2 separate regions of the Zea mays genome follow, and region 2 is linked to region 1. A link is a contact called in public Hi-C data. All regions are on one chromosome and are shown on one strand. The core of a region is the stretch at or near the end of the contact, and the rest is flanking DNA. Distances in the headings are between cores, read along the strand shown. Region 1 holds the start of LOC100279315. Region 2 holds the start of LOC103634267 (serine/threonine-protein phosphatase PP1).

Region 1 (4,280 bases), core at 759-3,258:
GCCTGGTTGTTGGGGGATAAATACCACGTCGAGCGAAGCAAGAATATAATGGTGTTCCCGTCGCTGTGGCAACGGCAAGCGCGCGGTGTGGATCCATGCCACCAGCAAAACCCGGCTCACCAGTCGTGGGCTCGTGGCCATCGCGCCGGTAAACCCGGGAAGGGACATCGCTGATCAGCACTCACTCCGTGCCCGTAGGATCTGCCCAATAATAAAAAGCTACCGAATCAGCCGTCTTGAGTCGCTAGCTATTACTATCCGATATAAGTACGCAGTGGTGCGTCTAGATCGTGTTAATCATGAGCTGATTTTTTCCCGCGATTCTAGTATTGATCTGCGGTTTCGTGGCTTGATTGGGGTGTAGTACTCGCTGCAGCGGGATCGTATCGAATCGTAGATAAACAGGAGTAATCGATGAGGAGGAGGAGGAATATCGGGGGCACGATTGATCCCTGGATCTCCCACGCCGATCGAGCCGGAGCCGGACACCTGTAGCCTGTAGAGCGCGCGCGGTCTCGGTGTCGGTCTCAACAATGATTGCGACAGAGTGGTGGTGGTGGAGGCCATGCATGGCCGTTAGCTGCTAGCAGTGGCACAGCAACAATAAGCCAACAACAACAACCTGGTTGGCACGTCGGAGGAAGCCCGCGGACGACAGGATCAAATCAATCCCCAACCCCACGAACGCGAATACAATAAGCGCGGCACGCACCGTGCGGTGATCGATGCGGCCGACGCAAACGTACACCACCAGCGTAGCTAGCGCCAACACCCCGGGGCCGATCGAGCTGCGGCTGCCCCCACCGGCGCCGGAAGGCCGTCCGTCCGTCCGTCCGGCTGACCCAACCACCGGGCAGATCGAGAGAGCACCCATGCATTGCAGTCTTTGCAGACCGGCCGGTGAAAACTGCGTCACGTCCACCTGTCATCCGGACTGGCGGCGGCCTAGCTATAGCTAGCAATCGAGCGCCGATCATTGCGGCACCTAACACGGGCCCCCCATAGCGATTCGGGTGCACGAGCGAGGCAACGTCAACAGTCCATTGCTAGTCACCCCTCCAAATCCTCCGCGGCTAGTAGCAGCAGTAGTGGTACCACTCACGTAGGCCGCGCACCGGTTATGGAAAGGGACTCGCGTGGCCGTACGTGGGGGCAGCGGGGTTTTGAATGATCGCGTGATCGTACGCCGCAGTGGCCAGTGGGGGCCGGAACATACGATACGAACTGGGATGGGGACTTGGGAGTAAGAGTAAACCAAAACGGAGTTGGTGGGTGTGTGTCTCGGCTTCTTCCGTTCTTGGCGAGTCTCTAAACTGAGTTCAGACCGACCTAGTACGTGGAGGACAGGCGAATCTAGCCCTTGAGTTCTTGACCAACAGCCAAAACCTACCAGTTACTCCGTATTACGTACCAGTAATCTACTCCCTCCTTTTCCAGTAATCTACTCTCTTAAAACACCTTACAATTCAGAACCTAGGTAGAACCGAAGAAGAAGAAGAAGGATGCAAGTCCAAAACAAACCATCGCTGTTACACTCAGACCAAGCAAGCGTCGATGTTTCTTTCTTATTCTTCAAAAAAAAGGCGTATTGGTACTTCGCCAACTATCCCACGATATCATGCATGCTGCTAGAGGGTCCACAGAAACTCCCATGCGCGCTCTCGGAAACGGAGTGGATATATGGGAACAGACGAGCAGTAGCACTACACAGACAGCACACACCAAAAGGTCTGGGGCTCGCAAAAGGGCAACGTGCAGTCGTATGTCCACACGCGCGACGAAATCTGGACCAAGATAGTTTTTTTTTTCTCAAATTTTTTAACAGGTGTAGCAGCAGTACCAGTACGTGAGCGTGCGGCCACGACCAAACCTGTCGCGAAATCAAGGAAGGGCCCCACCTGCCAGCTGCTCGCACGACTCGTCAAAACCGGTACAAGTCCACCGAGAGAGGCCCAGTACTGGGAGTGGGAGGGGGAGGCACAGGCACCATAACGCGCGCTTCAGTTCCGGAGGCCTCACCGCCTCACGCAGGCACGCACATCACACAACGCCAGCGAGAAAGAGCTCTCGTCCGCACCACGGCGCAACCAACGGGGAGAAGAGGAAGGCAGTGAGCTGTCCCGCGCGTGCGCGCCCCGCCTCCCGCCCGCCCGTCTGATGAGGAAGCTCTGCCCGAACCTCGAGCGCGACGACGCGCTGGACACGGTGCTGGAGGTGCCCATCCCCGAGGAGATGTTCTCCGGCGGCGGCGGCTCCCGCGGCTCCACCAGGTTCGGCTGCACCAACGTCAAGGCTTGGATGCGGTCGCACGCCGCCGACCGGTCCGGCGCGGGCGAGCCGTGCTCCATGACCCGCGGGGAGCTGCAGCTCATGCTGGGCGTCATCGGCGCGCCGCTCATCCCGCTGCCCGTCTACCACGCCAACCAGTCGCCCTGCTCCGTCCTCTGCGAGCAGCTCAAGGCCGATCCCATCGTACGTACGACGACAGAACGATCGAACCCGCATTTTTCTCGGTCTCGTCGTTTTACTGATCGGCTGATGATTAATCCATCCGTCTCTGTGTGTGCGCTCGTACGTGCTGATCCCAGGAGTCGTCCTCCGCCAAGTACATCGTGCAGCAGTACATAGCGGCGTCGGGCGGGGAGTGGGCGCTGAACAAGGTTAAGAGCATGTACGCGATGGGCAAGGTGCGGATGACGGCCGCGGAGCTCAACAGCAGCGACGCCGACGGCCACGGCGGAAGCACCGGAAACGGGCACCACCGCGGCGGGAAGAAGGGCAGCAAGGGAGGGGGCGGCGGCGGCGAGATCGGCGGGTTCGTGCTGTGGCAGAAGAAGCCGGAGCTGTGGTGCCTGGAGCTCGTCGTGTCCGGCTGCAAGATCAGCGCCGGCAGCGACGGCAAGGTGGCGTGGCGCCAGACGCCGTGGCACCAGTCGCACGCATCCCGCGGTCCCCCGCGCCCGCTCCGCCGTTCGCTCCAGGTGCGTAGCGTACGCCCCGCCTCCGCGGCCGCGCGGTTTCGTGTACGTTTTCCCAGCTAGGTGTGGTCTCGAGTGCTTTCCATACGCGTACGCACGCACGCACGCACGCATGCCGTCATCGCCACCTAGGACTTGTCGAATGTACGGTCGCGTAGCATTGCTAGAAACGTACTGCGTACTCATTTCGAACCCCACCCCCGTAAAGTTTGTTCAAACTCGCGGTCAGATGAGCCGATCTGAATCTGATGTTGTTGCTATTGCACGTTGGCCCGGCCCGGACGTACTGGTACTGGGCAGAGCAACCCCATTTGCTAGAGGCCAGAGCTGCTGGACATTGCAACGGACAATGATGCCGCAGCACGTAGCATGTACACGTCTGCTCCAGTCCCAGTGACAGCACAAGCTCATCATCGCATAGACAGACAGATGCCTGTTGTGTCAGGGCATGTCGATCTCCGCTTGCATATACTGTCGGCAGGACAGAGCAGGCAAATCGAACGTCCACGCGGAGCAGAGGGTATCATGATTCATGAGGGCAGCGGTGTCGTGGGATAAGGCCGAGCGGTTTCGCTCATCGGGAGATTTAGGCGCCGGTCACTCAGTACACGCAGACTCGGAGGCTCACCATCAATGGCCGTGGCAACATCATGTCGCCGCCCGGGAGCGGGAGGGGTCTCAGGGTCTGTAATTAGCGCAACAGCAGGCAGCAGCTGCGCGGAGGATACACACGCGTAGGCGCTTAGCGCGGGGCAGCGTGCGTGATTAGGGGTCGGCCCCAGCCGGCCGGCCGGCCGTGGTCCTTGGCACCCCCAACGTGCGGCCATGTGCGCGGGCACATCACGTGGACCTGGGCCTAGTGAAATGAGACCCTCGCGCGCCACATCGATCGGTTGGTGGCGCGCGGCAGCCGGTCCACCCGACTCTCTCCGCTAATCGCGCTGCACCAACCTGATGGCAATAAGCAGCAACGTACGGGCCGACCGACAGTATAATCTCGTTCCTCCGCCACCATTTGACCATCGAATCGACTAATACTTACTTGATTGCGTACCCGACACTACTCGCGTTTACTAATGCTGCTCCGTGTGTACATTGCATTCGCAGTCGCACACATGTCACGAGTTTTCTTTTTTCTTTTACTACCTCGATCGAATGGACCGCAACGGCACGCTGACTTCACATGGCATTAATTGACATGCAGGGCCTCGATCCGCAGCTGACCGCGAGCCTGTTCGCGGACTCGGTGTGCATCGGCGAGCGGAGCATCGACGGCGAGGACTGCTTCGTGCTCAAGGTGGA
Region 2 (4,280 bases), core at 614-3,113, 160 kb after region 1:
GGAATGCTTGGTGTACTCCTCCATGCGCCTAGGGGTCCCTTTTATAGCCCCAAGGCAGTTAGGAGCCGTTGAGAGCAATCCGGGAAGGCAATTCTTGCCTTCTGTTGCCTGGCGCACCGGACACTGTCCGGTGCGGATTTCCTTCCTTATTTGGCGAAGCCGACCGTTGGCAGCCTTGGAGCCGTTGGCGCACCAGACACTGTCCGGTGCACACCGGACAGTCCGGTGCCCCTACTAGCCGTTGGCTCGGCCACGTGTCCCGCGCGGATCACGCGGCCGACCGTTGGCGCGGCCGACCTTTGGCTCACCGGACAGTCCGGTGAATTATAGTCGTACGCCTTTAATTCCTTCCCGAGAGCAGCAAGTTCGCCTGAGCTAGCCTGGCACACCAGACACTGTCCGGTGCTCCACCGGACAGTCCGGTGCACCCAGACCGAGCCGACTTTAGCTGAACAGAGCCATCTCATTTCCAATTCAAGCTTTCCTGTTTCCAGCACTTAGACACAATACATTAGTCCATTAAAAACAATGTACTAAGTCTAGAACATACCTTTTGACATGATTTGCACTTTGTCCACCATATTGCATAGATCAACATAAAAGCACTTGCGTTGGCACTCAATCACCAAAATACTTAGAAATGGCCCAAGGGCACATTTCCCTTTCAGGGACCTTAGGGCCCCTTTGGTAGGGCTTACTTTTCAGCTTCGGCTCTGGCTCATGCAAAAGTTGTGCCAAACACCTCTTTTTCAAATGACTTCACCAGTGAAGTGCTTTTCCAAAATGAACTAGAGGGCATGAGCCAAAAAAGTAGCTCACCCGGCTTCAGATCACGTCATTTTTGCACAATAGCCCTCCCACCAGTCCAAATTATTTTTTTGGTCCTGCCCTCAATCCCTAGCCACGTACAGGAGAGATCTATAAAAAGTAAACTATACAAGGGTCTTTCTGAAAAACAACCTATAAACCGTTTTGCCAAATGATTTTTTAGAATGACTTTGACTCATCTAAAGAAGTGACTTCACCTCGTGAGTCAGAGCCAAAACCGTTTTTGGAGAAGCCAGAGCCCTGCCAAAGGGGCCCTTAATCAGCGTTTAGCTTTCCCCTCCCTACCATCCGATCTCTCTCCTTTCGTGTTCCACTCATGCGGCCAACACTTCGGTAATGATTTTGGACAACAAATAAGGCTGATTGGTCTATACTTTGATTATGTTAACTAGGTTTCAGTTATCTCTTGTTGACCTACTTCTCTGCTGCTGTTTTGGGGAGTTTCTCTTCGAACAGATGTTGCTGAATTTATGAACTAAGAAATAATAATAATCCGCTAAAATATCCATAACATGATAACTTGTTACTAGCAACGTTGAACTATTGATTACAAGAAACTAGTACAATACCCATAAATTAGGACGACACACAATTATATTTAATACACATAAAATAAAAAATAAATTTGTTATCGGAATAAACATTAGTCCACGTTAGATATTAAATTGATAAGAATAAATATCAAACATTATCTCAAAAAAGCTGAGAAAGGTATACATTCGAAATGAGCTTATCCTTTTTGTAGGCTGTTCGGTCGCTCATCATTTTTCACCTAACAAGATAATTCTATGTGGGAGCGCTAGTTGCGTGGCTCTTAAAGTCTATTTGTGATGTAATGTCCTATTAGATATAAGAAGCCAGAAAGAGGAAGAGACATACACGCCATGTACGTGAGGGCGCACAAGACCGGTGTTTAAAAAAAGTAGAGATAGAGATATTAAAGTTTTTTTAAAGTAAAGGTAAGGAGAGAGCCGGAATGAGAAGCTTTGGAGTACAGTTTAATTTAAAAAACATAAGAGTTTTTTATAATATAATATTTGTAAATAAAGTCCACTAACTGAAAAACTGAAACAGCCCAGGCGAGACGCGAGAGTTTATCTAGCTGTCTGGTTCCCTTTGCCCAATCTCTCTCCTCCGTCCCTCCGCCGGTTCGCCCCCTTCGCCCTTCCCGACGCGCCGCCCGAAACCCTAGCTCCACCGATCTATCTCTCTCCAGCCCAGGCAGGGGGAGGAGATGGCGGCGGCGCCAGCGGCGGGAGGGCAGGGAGGCGGGGGTATGGACGCCGCGCTCCTCGACGACATCATACGCCGCCTGCTCGAGGTGCGGACCGCGCGCCCCGGGAAGCAGGTGCAGCTCTCCGAGTCGGAGATCCGCCAGCTCTGCACCGTCTCCCGCGAGATCTTCCTCAACCAACCCAACCTTCTCGAGCTCGAGGCGCCCATCAAGATCTGCGGTGCGTACCTTACCTCCCTATTTCTCGTCTCCGGCCGGCCGTGGCAGTAGATCTGGTCTGACCGGGCGGCCAGCTTACGTATCGTGGGACTCTGGTGATCGCTTCTCTATGAAGCAGTGGGGTTATCGTGGGCGTCTTCTATTATTAGTGATTTTGTTTTTGCTGGTATATTGGCGCGACTTATGAGAGCGTTTAGTATTGATTTATTCTGCTGGGTTTTAATTTGAATATGGATGGATGTATATGGCATTACCATGCGCTTAGATATTTGCAACAAGGAAATTTGGGCAGTAATATATGCAGTGGCGGAGCCCGGCGAAATTCAAAGGCTGGACACCGTTGGTTGGAGGCGAGGGGCGGCGGCGCGGCACCTAGGTCTGGGGATGCGGATGATCGCAGCTGGCTCACATCCCCTCTCCATTGACCATGCTCAGAGTCGCAGACAGGCGCCTCTCCCCCATGACCCTCACATCCCCTCTCCATCGACCATGGTCAGAGTTGCAGACAGGTGCCTCTCCTCCATCACCGCCGCCACCATCAGCGCTGTCACTTGGGTCCTGTTTGTTTCAGCTTTTTTCAGCTTCTGCCCACCAGAAGCTGCTGTAGACTGCCAAACACCCAACTTTTTAGCCCGCTTTTATGAGAATCACTTTAGGGTGCGTTTGGTTGCAATGACAGGACGGGATGGGACGGGACGATCCCTCAAATAGGGTTGTTTGGTTCAGGGTCAGGGGTTGGGACATGACTATCCCAATGTTGTCCCCAATTATCCCTCAAAATTGGAGGGACGAGAGAGGACGCCAGGGGACGTCCCTGTCCTGGCTGTCCCGCAAGCAAACACACCCTTAGTTAACACCGTCCAAAATCAACGTGAACATGGAATCGACCGAGTAGTTGTGATGGTAGGAAACCGTCACTATCTACATAGTACATACTAAACCCTATAGACTCTTTTATCTTCTTCCACATGTAATCTTCACAATACTCAGATTCTCTTTACAGCCAGATTCTTAGAAAAAGCTCAGAAAAAAGTTGAACCAAACAGACCCTTGGGAGTCTGTCGTTGGCACCCTCTCCACCCTCTCCGTCTGCGATGACCACGAGTCCCCAAGGCTCTGGTACGCTAGCAGTAGCGTCACACGCCTTGACTCCAATGGCCGCTGTAGGAGATGCAGCAAGCGATCAGAAAAATGGAGGAGCAATCCCCAACAGAGGAAAGCGCTCCAAATCGAAGGAGTCACTCCACAAAATCGCGGACTCACCTTCTTGTGCACCGCCCGTGGCCTCCAGATCCGTGACCCTCCTCGGCCCCGCACGTGCGCCTCAATGCGCCACGCCTGCTGGCTCCATGGCAGCGAACCTTGTGGAATCCTCGGAAAGAAACAAGAAATTGAGACCATGGTTGTTATTGTGTCCGTACAACTTCGTTTAAGCACTGGAGGCCAGATGCCACAACCGACACCTTGCCATCTGGGTCTATGGCGTCAGCGAGGTGTCCACGGCGATGCCTTAGCACTTGTCGTGGATGCCATAGCATGGGGGTGCTCTCCCAATAATCCTAGGGAATTCCCCTTCGGCATGGCGGGTGGGTAAGCGTGGCACGGTGGGCGCACCGGGATGTGGCAGGCTGGCGGATAGGGCTGGGCATTCGGTTTTTTTGAAACTTCGGTTCGGTTTTTCGGTTTTAAAAAACTTCGGTTTTTTAGACATTAGAAACCGATCGGTTTTCTAGAAAACTAAAAACCGAAAAGTTCGGTTTCGGTTTTTTACTTCGGTTTTTTTGGTAAAAACCGAATACCAAACTTGTACTCAAGACAACACATATAACAAGTTTATATAATAGATTACACATAATTTTAAAAAGTAAAAATTATATAGGTACAAATATTTAGAGATACATCATACATCATATATAAATAAGTGAATAACAATTTGATTGCTTCACACATTTAGTTCACATAATCGAATAGTCAAATTTTAGAATTGATAAAGTTTGGT

What was found. Hi-C and Micro-C count contacts between places; a contact is called where the count stands out from the background.
Region 2: a Hi-C map of leaf shows a contact between it and region 1, with 2.7 times the contacts expected there. The contact joins the promoter of LOC103634267 here to the promoter of LOC100279315 in region 1. A contact is called at or near these places in 17 of 25 Hi-C or Micro-C datasets (bundle sheath, ear, endosperm and 5 more) and 1 of 3 datasets of contacts at active chromatin or transcription factors (seedling).

What each region holds. Positions count from the first base shown.
Region 1 is chr1:38,811,671-38,815,950 of Zm-B73-REFERENCE-NAM-5.0, forward strand. LOC100279315 reads left to right here and starts at 2,009. Exons shown (of 3, transcript NM_001152336.1): 1 at 2,009-2,472; 2 at 2,589-2,981; 3 at 4,183-4,280. The coding sequence starts at 2,158.
Region 2 is chr1:38,969,274-38,973,553 of Zm-B73-REFERENCE-NAM-5.0, forward strand. It overlaps LOC103634267 (serine/threonine-protein phosphatase PP1), which reads left to right and starts at 1,864. Exons shown (of 5, transcript XR_556658.4): 1 at 1,864-2,282.